Linked DNA regions of Sus scrofa: all the other regions are linked to region 1. A link is a contact called in public Hi-C and HiChIP or PLAC-seq data. All regions are on one chromosome and are shown on one strand. The core of a region is the stretch at or near the end of the contact, and the rest is flanking DNA. Distances in the headings are between cores, read along the strand shown. Region 1 holds the start of PLA2G6 (85/88 kDa calcium-independent phospholipase A2). Region 2 holds the start of SUN2 (SUN domain-containing protein 2). Region 3 holds the start of GTPBP1 (GTP-binding protein 1). Region 4 holds the start of EIF3L (eukaryotic translation initiation factor 3 subunit L).

Region 1 (2,802 bases), core at 133-2,632:
TGAGTAAGAGTAACTACTATCCTGAGATGATGGGTGTGAAGTCAAGTTACTTTGTAACTGGCAAAGCTTGGTACAAATAGTAGCTACTGTGGTTAGTTTTACAACCTGTTTAGCTTCTTAATTAAATCCTGCTTCAGTTGCATTGGCTGCCTGGTCTGGGCACTGATATCTAGGACAGACAGGTAGACATATTCTTCTATTCACAGGAATGGCAAAAGGCAATTACCCTTCCCATAAGAATTTATCTAGATCTAGGTTTGGGGAATCGTTAGGGGAAGAAAAGTTGTCCAACCAAGCCTGGCAGGCTGGAGAGGGGACACGATCTTTTCAGTCAGAAGCGGATCTATGACTAAAACCCAGCCTCCTCCCTTCTCTTTAACGCACCTCATTCTCGGCATTACTAATCCTAACAACTGTCATTTATCCAAATCCCACTGTGTGCCCGTAGGGGGACTAATTTACCTCCAGTCATGACAACACTATGAGATATTACTGTGCCCAATTCTCAGATGAGGCGTTCAAAGAGACCATGTCATTTGCTCAAGTTTCTGCTAAAGATGCTAAGATATTTCCTGAGATCGGCTTGGGATAGGGCTGCCAGCTAACAAGGAATAATTTTTTAGCTTAACTATACTTAGCATTTTTTGCCTCTACTAAGAAATTATTGGGAGTTCCCGTCGTGGCGCAGTGGTTAGCGAATCCGACTAGGAACCATGAGGTTGCGGGTTCGGTCCCTGCCCTTGCTCAGTGGGTTAACGATCCGGCTTTGCCGTGAGCTGTGGTGTAGGTTGCAGACGCGGCTCGGATCCCGTGTTGCTGTGGCTCTGGCGTAGGCCGGGGGCTACAGCTCCGATTAGACCCCTAGCCTGGGAACCTCCATATGCCGCGGGAGCGGCCCAAGAAATAGCAACAACAACAATAAAAAGACAAAAGACAAAAAAAAAAAAAAAAAAGAAAAGAAAAAAGAAAAGAAATTATTGGCTGTCCAGCTGAAAACAGATTTCACTGGGTGTCCTGTATTTTTATTTGCTACATCTGGCAACCCTGGCTTGGGGGGTACCGGCAAAATCAAAACAGGTTACTGCTTGTTATGCCCTACAGCTCTGTCGGTTTTATTTTTATCTTTACGAGCTGTCATTAGGTTAGGATCAGACCTCATGCCTCCAACCGTTTTTTTTCGGAGGCGGAAGGCGGAGAACTGTGAGACTCCGACTTCCTATTAACATGTCTGCCCAAGAATGGTCACGTGCACCTTCCGCCCCGCACAGACATGGCCGCGCCCCGCCGCCGAGGATTGGCTCCAGCCCAAAGCCCGGCCTCCCTCGGTCGTGGGAGCCCCTTCCATTGGGCAGTTATAAAAGATGGCGGGGCCCCGCCCAAGCACGCCTCTCGCGAAGCACAGGCTTCGGTGATTGGCGGAGAGCAGGGCCGAGACGTCACGTGGCCCGGGGCTCGTCTGTTTGCGGAAGTAGAAGGAAGTAGAAGTGCTGAGTAAGCCGAGGTGAGTGACGATGCAGGGGAGGCGGGGCCAGGGGGCCCTTTCCCAAATCTCCCCGGCACCCTAGATTCTTTGGCCTCCACCGGGACCCTGTTTCGGCCCATACTCTTGTTCCCCGATTCTGAGGCATGTCCTCCATTAACCTTTGTTTGACCTCTGAGTGCCCCCCAGCTTCCACCCTTTGATCCTCCATCGTTCCCAGCTCCCATCTGGTGATGGCTCTTGTCTCATCTCTAACTTGCGTTCCCTCGGGGACCCGGGGACCCTTCTCAGTACCTCTTTCTTTCTTGAGTGCCTCTCGTCTATCCCTCACTTCCTGAGTCAACCTCTTCCAGTCGTCTCCCAACTCTCAGTGCCCCTTCGTGCTCCCAGCTTTCACTCTGGTTCCCATTCATTGTCCCCAGCTTCCTTCCTTCCTGTGCCTTTCTAAGTGCTCCCGACTTCACCTCAGTGTGTTCCTTGATCACCCACTTCACCTCTGTCTTCTGCGTTCCTCTCATCTGTCTCCCCTGTTCTCCATCACTCCCCCCATTTTTTTTTTTTTTTTTTTTTTGTCTTTTTAGGCCTGCATCCGAGGCATATGGAAGTTTCCAGGCTAGGGATCAAATAAGAGCTGTAGCTACTGGCCTAAGCCCAGCTGCGGCCACATGGGATCTGAGTTGAGTCTGGGACCTACACTACAGCTCAGGGCAAGCCTGGATCCTTTTTTTTTTTTTTTAAATTTCGGTCCTTAACCCACTGAGAGGGGCCAGGAATCGAACCCGAGTCCTGATGGATACTGGTGGGGTTCATAACCTGGTGAGCCACAACTGGAACCCCTTTCCCCCTGTTTCTAACTGCCTGCTTCTCCGTGCTTATTGTCTCTCCTGTGCCTACCCCCAACCCCCATGCTCCCTCCTTTCCCTATCCTAGTCACCCTGGAGTCTCCCTATCTGTTAATCCTGTGTCCACCTCCTGCTCCCACTGATGACCTGGAAGCTGGTGACAGGAAGCGCGTGGCCCGTGTGACCATGTGACTGGAACCAGCAGACCTGTGGGTGTGGGACAGGGAGGGCACAGGGCTCAGGGATCTGTGCCAGTTTTTTTAATGGACTACGCATGTGACCCCAAACAAATACCTTCCCTTCCCCTAAGCTTCTGGATCTTTCCCTTACCTGCCCTCTTACCCACCCAACAGGATGTCAGGCAGGTTCGGTTTAGCATTGCACATGCTCCACCCTTGGGCTGAGTGCAGTGTTTTTGTTATTGTCTCTGCTTTAAAATTTTCCTGGCGTTTGTAGGCTGTGTTCTATCCGAGTCTCAGT
Region 2 (2,802 bases), core at 125-2,624, 440 kb before region 1:
GACCCTTGGAGAGAGTGAGGTGGCAGGCTATGGAGCCTCTATTGCTATTGGCAAGAACAGAACTGGGGAGCTAAGTGCCCTGGGGAGGAGAAGGTGTCAAGAGGAGGCCCCTCCCCTACCTGGATGCTGACTCTAAGTCTGATTTGAACTATTTCGCTCATGCCACGTTCAGCAGATACTCCGATGAGGAAAGCCCTGTGAAGGGTCCTGGGGAGCCAGCTCTTGCCCTTGGGGAGAGCCACATCTAAGCCCAGAAGCAAGCACTGTTGGCTACAATTAGCTGTAAGTGCAGGGGAGGCCCCTCTTTTCCGGGTGGGGCAATGGAGGCTGGCGGAGTGGGGGGGGTTGTTTCTGTCTGGAGTCAGTTTAGCACAAGGGCTTCACATTTCCTCAGTCCCCACCCCCAGTGCCTTCCTGTCACAGCTCAGTGATTTTGTCATTTCTAGCCTCTTCCTCTTGGTGCTTTAAAAGTGAAATAATGGCACTGTCGCAGCGTCCCTTAGAGGAGCTTGCCCAGGAAGTGACTCCTCCCTAGCCAGGCACTTTCTGCCATCAGCAGAGTGGGCCAGTGGGGAGCCCACGCACAGGACCCTTGGAGTTGGGCAGCACTTGATTCTGTCAGGGTCTGTCAAGTGCTTATTCTACCTGCAGATTAAGGCAGAGGAAAAGGGAGCCAGCTTTCCTTCTCAGCACCAACTGTGGCAAGAATCTTCCTTAATATGGAGAAAAGCTTCTGTGTGAAATTTGGGGGTCTCTGAGGGCAGAATGAGAAGTGGCAGAGCCTCCTCCCAAATCTGGATTTTCCAAATCAACTCTAAAATGGAAAAAAAATAAACAACAAAAAAACCAACAAAACCCATGGGCTTGGATATAGAGAGAATCCTCTAATCTCAAATTTGCCTCTTTCAACTGTGTGCCTTTAAACGAATCATTTAAAAACCCTATAAACCTGTTTCCTGATCTGCAAAAAACGTGTAGAAATATCTAAGAATAATTACGCACGTGCCTCCAACAATTGTTTGCGGGTCCCCTAAGGGCTCGCTACGCGCTACCCTTCCAGGTGGGCCCTAGGCCAGGGGTCGTCAATCTCCCCTGCTCCCCCCTTTCTCGAGCCATTTTCAGCAAGGGTGTGCCCCCAACCACTTAATGCCTTTGAGGTCCTGGCACCCGGGCTCTGTTAAGTCGGCCTGAGGCAAGCTGGGTGGGGTGAGGCGCACCACGCGGTGTTAGGAGAGGGCTCAGGTGTTTGGAGTCACCAGACCCGGAGTCAAGTGCGCGGTCAGGCGGGATATCGCCAGCTGCCAGGTGCTGCCCCCGGGCCGCGCCTCCCATGCGCGGACTCCTGTTTGGCCGCGCCCCGCCCGCGGGGCCCACGCGACGGGCGGGGCGAGCCGGGGCCTTTGTGTTCAAACCGCCCAATGGGCGTCGGCAATGGGCGGTGACGCGAGAGGGGCCTGGCCAATGAGCTGCGGACTGTCAGCGTTGACCGACAGGCGCACATATACACACTCGGCCACGCGCGCGCCGCCGGGTCCCACTCGCGCAGCGCGGTTCTGCGCGGGCCGCATTGTCCGTTCGCTCACCTCGTCCCGCCCCGAGGCTCCTCACCGCGCGCCCCGGGCTCGGGCGCCGACCGCCGCTCCCCGGATCCCAACGCAGTAAGGGGGCGCGCCCGGGAGGCGCGGCGGGCCTCGGACGCCCCCGGCTGTGCACCGAGCAGCGGCGGCAGCAGGTAACAGCCGGCCGTGGGCCTCTGGCGGGCGGACGCGCGGGGCGAGGGCGGTAGGCCAGCCTCGGCCGCCTCCTCGCGCGGCCCGGGCCCGGCCTGACCCCGGGGTCATCATCGGACCGCGCCGGCCAGTGCCGAGCTGCCCAGGCCTGGTTCTTCCTCTCCAGGCCAAGCTGGGCCAGGCTCCAGCCCCGCCCGGCGCACGCCCCTGGGCCGGTCGGGAAGGGCCAGCGCTGTGCCAAGGCTGCTCTGACTCATCTCCGCCGCCCGGCCCCCGCCCCCGAGACTGGCCGCCCCACTGGTCAGTCCGGAGGGCGGACGTCTTCCAGGCGGGACTCCCCCGGGCGGCACCTCCCCGGGAGGAGGCTGCCCCAAACCGGCCCAGGGCAGTGCCTGCGTTTTCTTGCTAGTCAGGCAGTTTCCAGGGACCAGCAGTTCTCTGCTTCTGCCGCCGCCTGTCAGAACTCTGGGAATAGGAGGAAGGCCCATTTTGCTTAGTTCTTAAAAAAAAAAAAAAAAAAAAAAAAAAAAACCAAACAAAAAGGGGGCGGGAGTGTGACTTAGAGCAGAGAGGCAGGGCAGGCGCGCGCTTGGTTAAAAAAAACCCGAAAAACAAACCTCCGCAGGGTCAGCCAGTAGGGAAGGAAGGGAGAAGGGAGTTAGCACCTGGAGCGTTTTACAGGTCCCACGAGTGTGAAAACGTCCCGCGGAGGATGCCCAAGATCTAGGTTAAGCCTGAAGACTGGATGGATACTGCGGTATGAGTTTGCGATGGGGCCAAGGAAAGGCGGCGCTGAGAAAAGGATGTGGTTCAGCTCAGAAGTGAAGAGGGATGTTTTATGTGAGGGTTTCTTAACTGATCATGTGTGGAGGGGGTGTCCGTTCTGTTATGCAAAATATTGAGCTCCTAGAGGCTCACTTCTTGTTTTGTTTTCTTTTGGAGGATGGAGCCTTGACCTTTTCACTCTTGTGAAACCCAGACTCGGTGGTAAACTGTTTTGTGACAGCAGAACCCTCCGGGGGAGACAAAAAGGCCCCTTCGCTAGGGTGGAGGCGGGTCCTGTCTGCTGAGG
Region 3 (2,802 bases), core at 118-2,617, 390 kb before region 1:
GACCAGGGCTCAGGACTCCCAACCTCGTGGTAGGCACTCAAGCCAAGGGTGTTAAGTGATAATTTCGTGCTGAGTAATGGTGTTAAAAAGAGGCCCAAAATTAAGCCCCACCAAGATTTAACACTTAAACCTAATTGCATTTTCAGCCTCTACCAGGAGTAGAAACTTAAACAATCAGTCTCTAATTTCCTGAACAACACTATTGGGGTAATCGGCCTGATAAGACCCCTTGCCTTTCTAAAAGGGAATATGACCTACCGCGATACAATCCACTTTCTTCTGTCTATTAAAAATCTCCTATTTCGTACTGCTTCTCGGATTGCCTTTCTATTTACTAGATAGGATGCTGCCTGATTTATAAATTGTTTAATAAAGCCAACTAGATTTTCAGTTGAATTTTGAAATCTAGCCAACTAGATTTTCAATTGTCTTTTAACAGTGTTGAGTCGTGTTGAAGTAGGGTTAAAGAAATGACTGAATTGTTAAGTGTGACCTTTTCTTTTATTGTTTTTCCAACTTCCTGAACAAAAATCCAAAAGGAGAGCAACTACAGTGGATGATGAATATTCGCCGATGCCTTCCACATGTCTTTGGGTTAAAAAAAAAAAAAAAAAAAATCCATGCAGGACTGAGTTCATCTTCCTGACACACACAATGCACTTAGGCCCTGAGAAAAGAGGAAAGCTCTATGGCCGCCACGGTGAGACCAGAGCAGAAGGTGAGAGGACAGTGGTCAGTGAGTAAGACGCCGAAATATGACACCAAGGAGCTGAAACGACTCTCTAGTCCACTAGAAACGTGACTCCCGAAGAGGCACTTACCCAGAGAGCTCCTGGAAAGTGAAGGCGGTCGGGCCCACTAAACCAAGAGAATTTGCGCCCGACCGCGTCAACAAGGTACTTTGAAATCACCTGGGGGAACGACGTGCTAGACAAGCATAAAACGGTCAGTGCAGGAGCAGCTAGCCCAGGTTCACGAAAGCACTGGGCCCAAGAAGCCTAGTCAGGGAGAGGGGAGGGGTGAGGAGAACCTTGACGTGCAGCCGCTGGCCCGGTCACCGCCCCGGAACGGAGCCGACGCCCGAGGGAGAGAAGGGGAGGGAAAAGGAGGCGAGGGGCGGGACAGACATCGGGGCGGGACTCCCGCCGGCCGCACGGCCTGCCCAGTCCCGGAAGGAACAGAGCCAAGGAACCGGGCATCAGCCCTACCTGCAGCGAGCCGACGTCGCTGCCCCTGCCGCTGCCACAACCGCTGCTGGGCTCCCAATCTCGCACCCCTAGGGTGGCCAACGCTGCCCGCTCCCACCAAACACCTGGCGGCCACAGCTCCAAAGCCCGCGCCGCTGACGTCAGGCTGACGTCAGACGTGACGCTGCGGCGGGGCGGGAGCAGGGACGGCGAAGGAGGGCGTTTCCGGAGCACGCGCCGGGCGGGGGCCGCTGACGTCGGGCTCAGGTGCGCGCGCCCGCCCGCACGCGGCCCAGGTGGTGGCCCGCAGCTCCAGGTGGCGGCCTGCAGCGGTGAGGGGGGCAACCGGCAGTGCGTTCTCAAGCTGTCCGGGTGGCGCGGGGGACCGGGCTAGGGCCGGGGCTAGGGGACCGGTGGGAAGGCGCCTCGGCTTGCACTCACGTGATGGGCGGGGAGGTTGGGGTGGGGGCGGCGAGCTGGGTGGGCCCGGGCCCCCAGGGCGAGGCGTATTGTCTGGCCCCACCCCTCGCGGGCCTGCCAGTCGCTGCGCAGGACCTTCCCTAGGGCTGGGACCAGACTCGCCGCGCCGCTTACCCGCGCCACCCGGTCCCCCGCGGCGGCCGGCCGGACTGCCGGAGCTGACAGGAGTTGTCTCCTCGTAGGGCTGCGCCGAGAGGGCGAGAATCCGCACTTGCCGGGGGAGCTGCGCCCGCCTCGGCCCCTTGGGGCCCCACCGCGCCCGAGGGGATGGAGAACCTCCCCCGAGACCCCAGCACGGCCCGCGATCCCACTCTGGCCGGCCCTCGCTAGCTGCTCGAAATCTGCGTTTTATCCACCACCTAGGCCTTGTCTCCTGAGTCAGTGGCGTTGTGGTTCGAAAGAAATGGAAGAAAAGGAGCGATGTGACCGATTCCGTTCGGTCCTCCTGCCTTGAGGCCTGGTTGGCATTTGCAGAAAGGAAAATACAGCAAGAAAATTGTAGGGTTTTTGGAGGGGGTGGAAGAGGAAGGTAGAAGAGGGGAAACAAGGACTTAGGTTTTATATGAATTTCTAAAACTTCTGCACTTTGACAGCGGTGGCGAAATACACTAAACCTTACCTTTCTATTGAGAAGAGAGAGAGGGAAATTATTTTTCCTTTTGATTCCAACCTTTTCTCTCCGTGACAAGGCATAAATCATGGACACCAGAAACTAAGGTGGACCTCAGGAATTCTGAAAAGACTGAGAAGCTTATATTCCTCCTCAGGAGGGAAGGGTAGGGTGTTTTTAGCCCTCTCTGGAACTTAAAACAAAAAACATGAGTTGCGTGCCATGGAAAGGAGACAAGGCCAAATCTGAATCATTGGAGCTGCCCCAGGCAGCACCCCCACAAATCTACCATGAGAAACAGCGCAGGGAGCTTTGTGCTCTGCATGCCCTCAATAACGTCTTCCAGGACAGCAATGCCTTCACCCGGGAAACGCTGCAAGAGATTTTCCAGAGGTAGGGGACCCTTTCTTTCTGGCATCTTTATACCTTTTTATTTTATTTATTTATTTATTTTTGCTGTTTCCGAATTTCTGTTTGTGGGGTAATGTCTCTGCTGCATAAACCTTCAAACCAACAGGCATTATT
Region 4 (2,802 bases), core at 192-2,691, 280 kb after region 1:
TCCGTGCGTGTGGGAGGTAGGGGGAAAACTGTGAAAAGAAGGAATTTAGTAGTAGGCACTTGATTTTTTTGAGCGAATGACTGCTGTTTTCTACATATATGACTTGATGCAAGTAACTAAATTTCTCTGTGCTGTTTTTTCACCTAGAAAATGGAAACATTAATTTATGTATTTATAGAACTGCTGTAAGGACTAAATGAAATACTTCACACAAAGTATCCAGGACAACACACGGCACGTACAAAGGGCTAAGTCAAACCAAGTCATCGTAACAACCCAGGAAACCTCAAAAACCTTCCAAAAAGGTTTCATCTGGACTTGGTTTGAATCACTTTTAACTTTTCACAAGATGTCTTCTTCTGGAATTTCCCTGCGGTGCAGTGGATTAAGGATCTGATGTTGTCACTGCAGTAGCTCAGGTCGATGCTGTGGTGAGGGTTCAGTTTCTGGCCCAGTAATCCCCACGTGCCACAGGGGCAGCCCCCCCCCCAAAAGGCTTTTTTCTTCAGCTAATAGTTTAAACAGCTGAGACAGTAATCCTTCCCTTCTGAGACTTTGAGATGGACCATGAAAAAGGCCTGGTTTAATAGGCTATATACCACCCTCCCTTTGAGAGTTAGTAACTTGACTCCAAACCTGGACTATCAAGACGTAGTCTTAAACAGGTGCCCGGCAAAGCTGTTCTGAGACATTCAAAAGGGTGCCAATCCCTAGAAGTACCCAGCTAGCCAGACAAACTGTAGACTCACCTGTGTGCATATCATAGTCGCCCGGGTAAGCATAGGGATCATAAGCAGTCTGTTAACGAAAGAGACAAACAAGACCGTCACCAATTCGTGAATCCAAAATGCTCCTCCTGGGTTCTAAGGATACAAAGGGGGTAAGACGCAGTCCCTGCCTTGGAGGAACTCACATCCCTATGAGAAAAGGGAGAATAAACAGACAACGACAATACCGCGTTGCAGCTGCAATGAGATACAGCAAAGCACAGAAGCTGTGGGAATCGACGAGGTTTGGCAGGACTAAGGCCAGGGCCTAAGAAATCAGAGTTCAATTACAGAAACACAGAACCCTATGACCAGCCTCCGTTCTTGGGCTTCGGAAAGAAAAGGAAAAGAAAACGAGACACGCGAGGTGGGCGGGCTGAGACCAGGCTGATGAGGAGCCGGGAGGGTAGGGTGGCAGCAGTGAGAGCAGTGCTGGCAGAGAGGCCGGCTGGGGCTGGTCGCGGCCCACGGGGGCTCCTAGAGACCCAGACACTGTCCCCCCGCGGGGCCCAACACCCAAAGAGCCCTGTCCATGTTGCGGCGCCCAGAACACGCCTAGGGGCAGCTTACCTCCGACTCATAATCATCAGCGGGATAAGACATGGCTGCGGCGCTCCGAGGCCCAGGAGGAAAGAGCGGAAAAAGCGCACCTCGCCTGCGTCTGGACGCCGGAAGTCCAGCCCATCTCGAGTTGGCTGGGAAACCAGAAGCTCTTCCGGGGCCTTCGGCAACCTGAGGCAGCCATGCTGGGAAGGGCGAATGAGATTAAACACATTATTCCTCTATCTTCAAATAGAGACTCTACAAAGAAGATGACTCAATAGTACTTGAAAACATTCAGAAATAAGGACATGAAATATTTCAGCGTAATAAAGGTTGGGCAAAGTAAGAGAAGCTACAAAATGATGCCACACAAAAGATGGCTGACAGCTCCCGCGGGCGGACCTCTCGCGTGAAGGGAAATTCCGACATGGGGTGGGGGGGGGCTGAATGTGGATTTAGGTGTTAAGCGAGTTGCCTGTAGCGAAAAATGTCTTCAAACGTTTCGACCTCAACAATATAAAGTTACTGGATGTAAAAGTTGAGACTTGGGCGTTGAGAGGGCGTTGAGAAAAGGCGCTTCCCAACTTTGGACATTAAGGTTGCAACAGGCAAAGGTGAAGCCAGCTGCGGTGTGAGGCCGTTGTCGTGGGACCTACCCACGCTTACAGCATGAACTCTCACGCTGTGGGTGGAGTTGGACTCCTGGGGATGACCTAGAGTTAGGGACCGGGTTGTAAAACAAAGCGATACAAGCCAATATGTGGGTCCAGAGCCTTAGGTTAGCCATTTAGAATGGCAATGCCTGGCCCCAGCTTCTCATGTCGCATTTTTGCTTTGAGTTTACTCCTTTGTCTGTAAACCGAGCGGTGATACCATCGTAGGACTAAGCTAAAAGGCTCATGGAGTCCCCGGGACTCTTCGTTGGCTCAAGGAGAGTGCTAATATAGTTACAGGGTTTTTGTGAAATTTGCAAAAGTAATATTTCTACTGCAATTCCTTAGAACCGTTTTCTATTTCAATTTCTCCTGTCACACTTAACCCCTGTGTCTAGTGGCGTTTGGGATTTCAGAGACATTCCTACTGGGAACATTTGAGTTTAGTAAGATATGCTTATGTGATACTCTTCTGGGAATAGTTACTGCCTTCAGTGTATAAGATACAGCTACCACGGGCTGTGGATCAATGGGTGTCTTCAATGAAATATGTATTTAAGGTTAATCAGGGCACTAGAAAGGTTGAAATTAACTGAAAACTTACAGTTAATATAGGAAAAAAGTTTGATACTGGTTGCCCTCAACTTTGACAACTCTCAAAATGTTCATGGCATTACTAAAAAAAGAATTGTGAAGTCAGGAGGAATTTTTCCAAATTATCAATAATAAAATTTTGTGGGAATATAAATTGGTGCAACCACTGTGGAAAACAGTATGAAGATTCCTCAGAAAGCTAAATATAGAATTACCATTTGATCCAGCAATCCACTCCTGGGCAT

What was found. A called contact is a pair of places that touch in the nucleus more often than the background predicts. HiChIP or PLAC-seq counts read pairs in DNA pulled down with a chosen protein or histone mark.
Region 2: a Hi-C map of liver shows a contact between it and region 1, with 5 times the contacts expected there. The contact joins the promoter of SUN2 here to the promoter of PLA2G6 in region 1. A contact is called at or near these places in 1 of 47 Hi-C or Micro-C datasets (liver) and 1 of 2 datasets of contacts at active chromatin or transcription factors (alveolar macrophages).
Region 3: a contact with region 1 is called in an H3K27ac HiChIP or PLAC-seq map of alveolar macrophages. The contact joins the promoter of GTPBP1 here to the promoter of PLA2G6 in region 1. A contact is called at or near these places in 1 of 5 promoter capture datasets (liver), 1 of 47 Hi-C or Micro-C datasets (skeletal muscle) and 1 of 2 datasets of contacts at active chromatin or transcription factors (alveolar macrophages).
Region 4: an H3K27ac HiChIP or PLAC-seq map of alveolar macrophages shows a contact between it and region 1. The contact joins the promoter of EIF3L here to the promoter of PLA2G6 in region 1. A contact is called at or near these places in 1 of 5 promoter capture datasets (liver) and 1 of 2 datasets of contacts at active chromatin or transcription factors (alveolar macrophages).

Annotation. Positions count from the first base shown.
Region 1 is chr5:9,712,427-9,715,228 of Sscrofa11.1, forward strand. PLA2G6 (85/88 kDa calcium-independent phospholipase A2) reads left to right here and starts at 1,383. Exons shown (of 16, transcript XM_013988206.2): 1 at 1,383-1,501.
Region 2 is chr5:9,271,762-9,274,563 of Sscrofa11.1, forward strand. It overlaps SUN2 (SUN domain-containing protein 2), which reads left to right and starts at 1,375. Exons shown (of 18, transcript XM_013988192.2): 1 at 1,375-1,732.
Region 3 is chr5:9,320,825-9,323,626 of Sscrofa11.1, forward strand. GTPBP1 (GTP-binding protein 1) reads right to left here and starts at 1,368. Exons shown (of 12, transcript XM_021091480.1): 1 at 1-1,368. It overlaps JOSD1 (josephin-1), which reads left to right and starts at 1,108. Exons shown (of 5, transcript XM_013988199.2): 1 at 1,108-1,519; 2 at 1,850-2,670. The coding sequence starts at 2,486.
Region 4 is chr5:9,994,624-9,997,425 of Sscrofa11.1, forward strand. It overlaps EIF3L (eukaryotic translation initiation factor 3 subunit L), which reads right to left and starts at 1,442. Exons shown (of 13, transcript NM_001244086.1): 1 at 1,338-1,442; 2 at 750-798. The coding sequence starts at 1,370.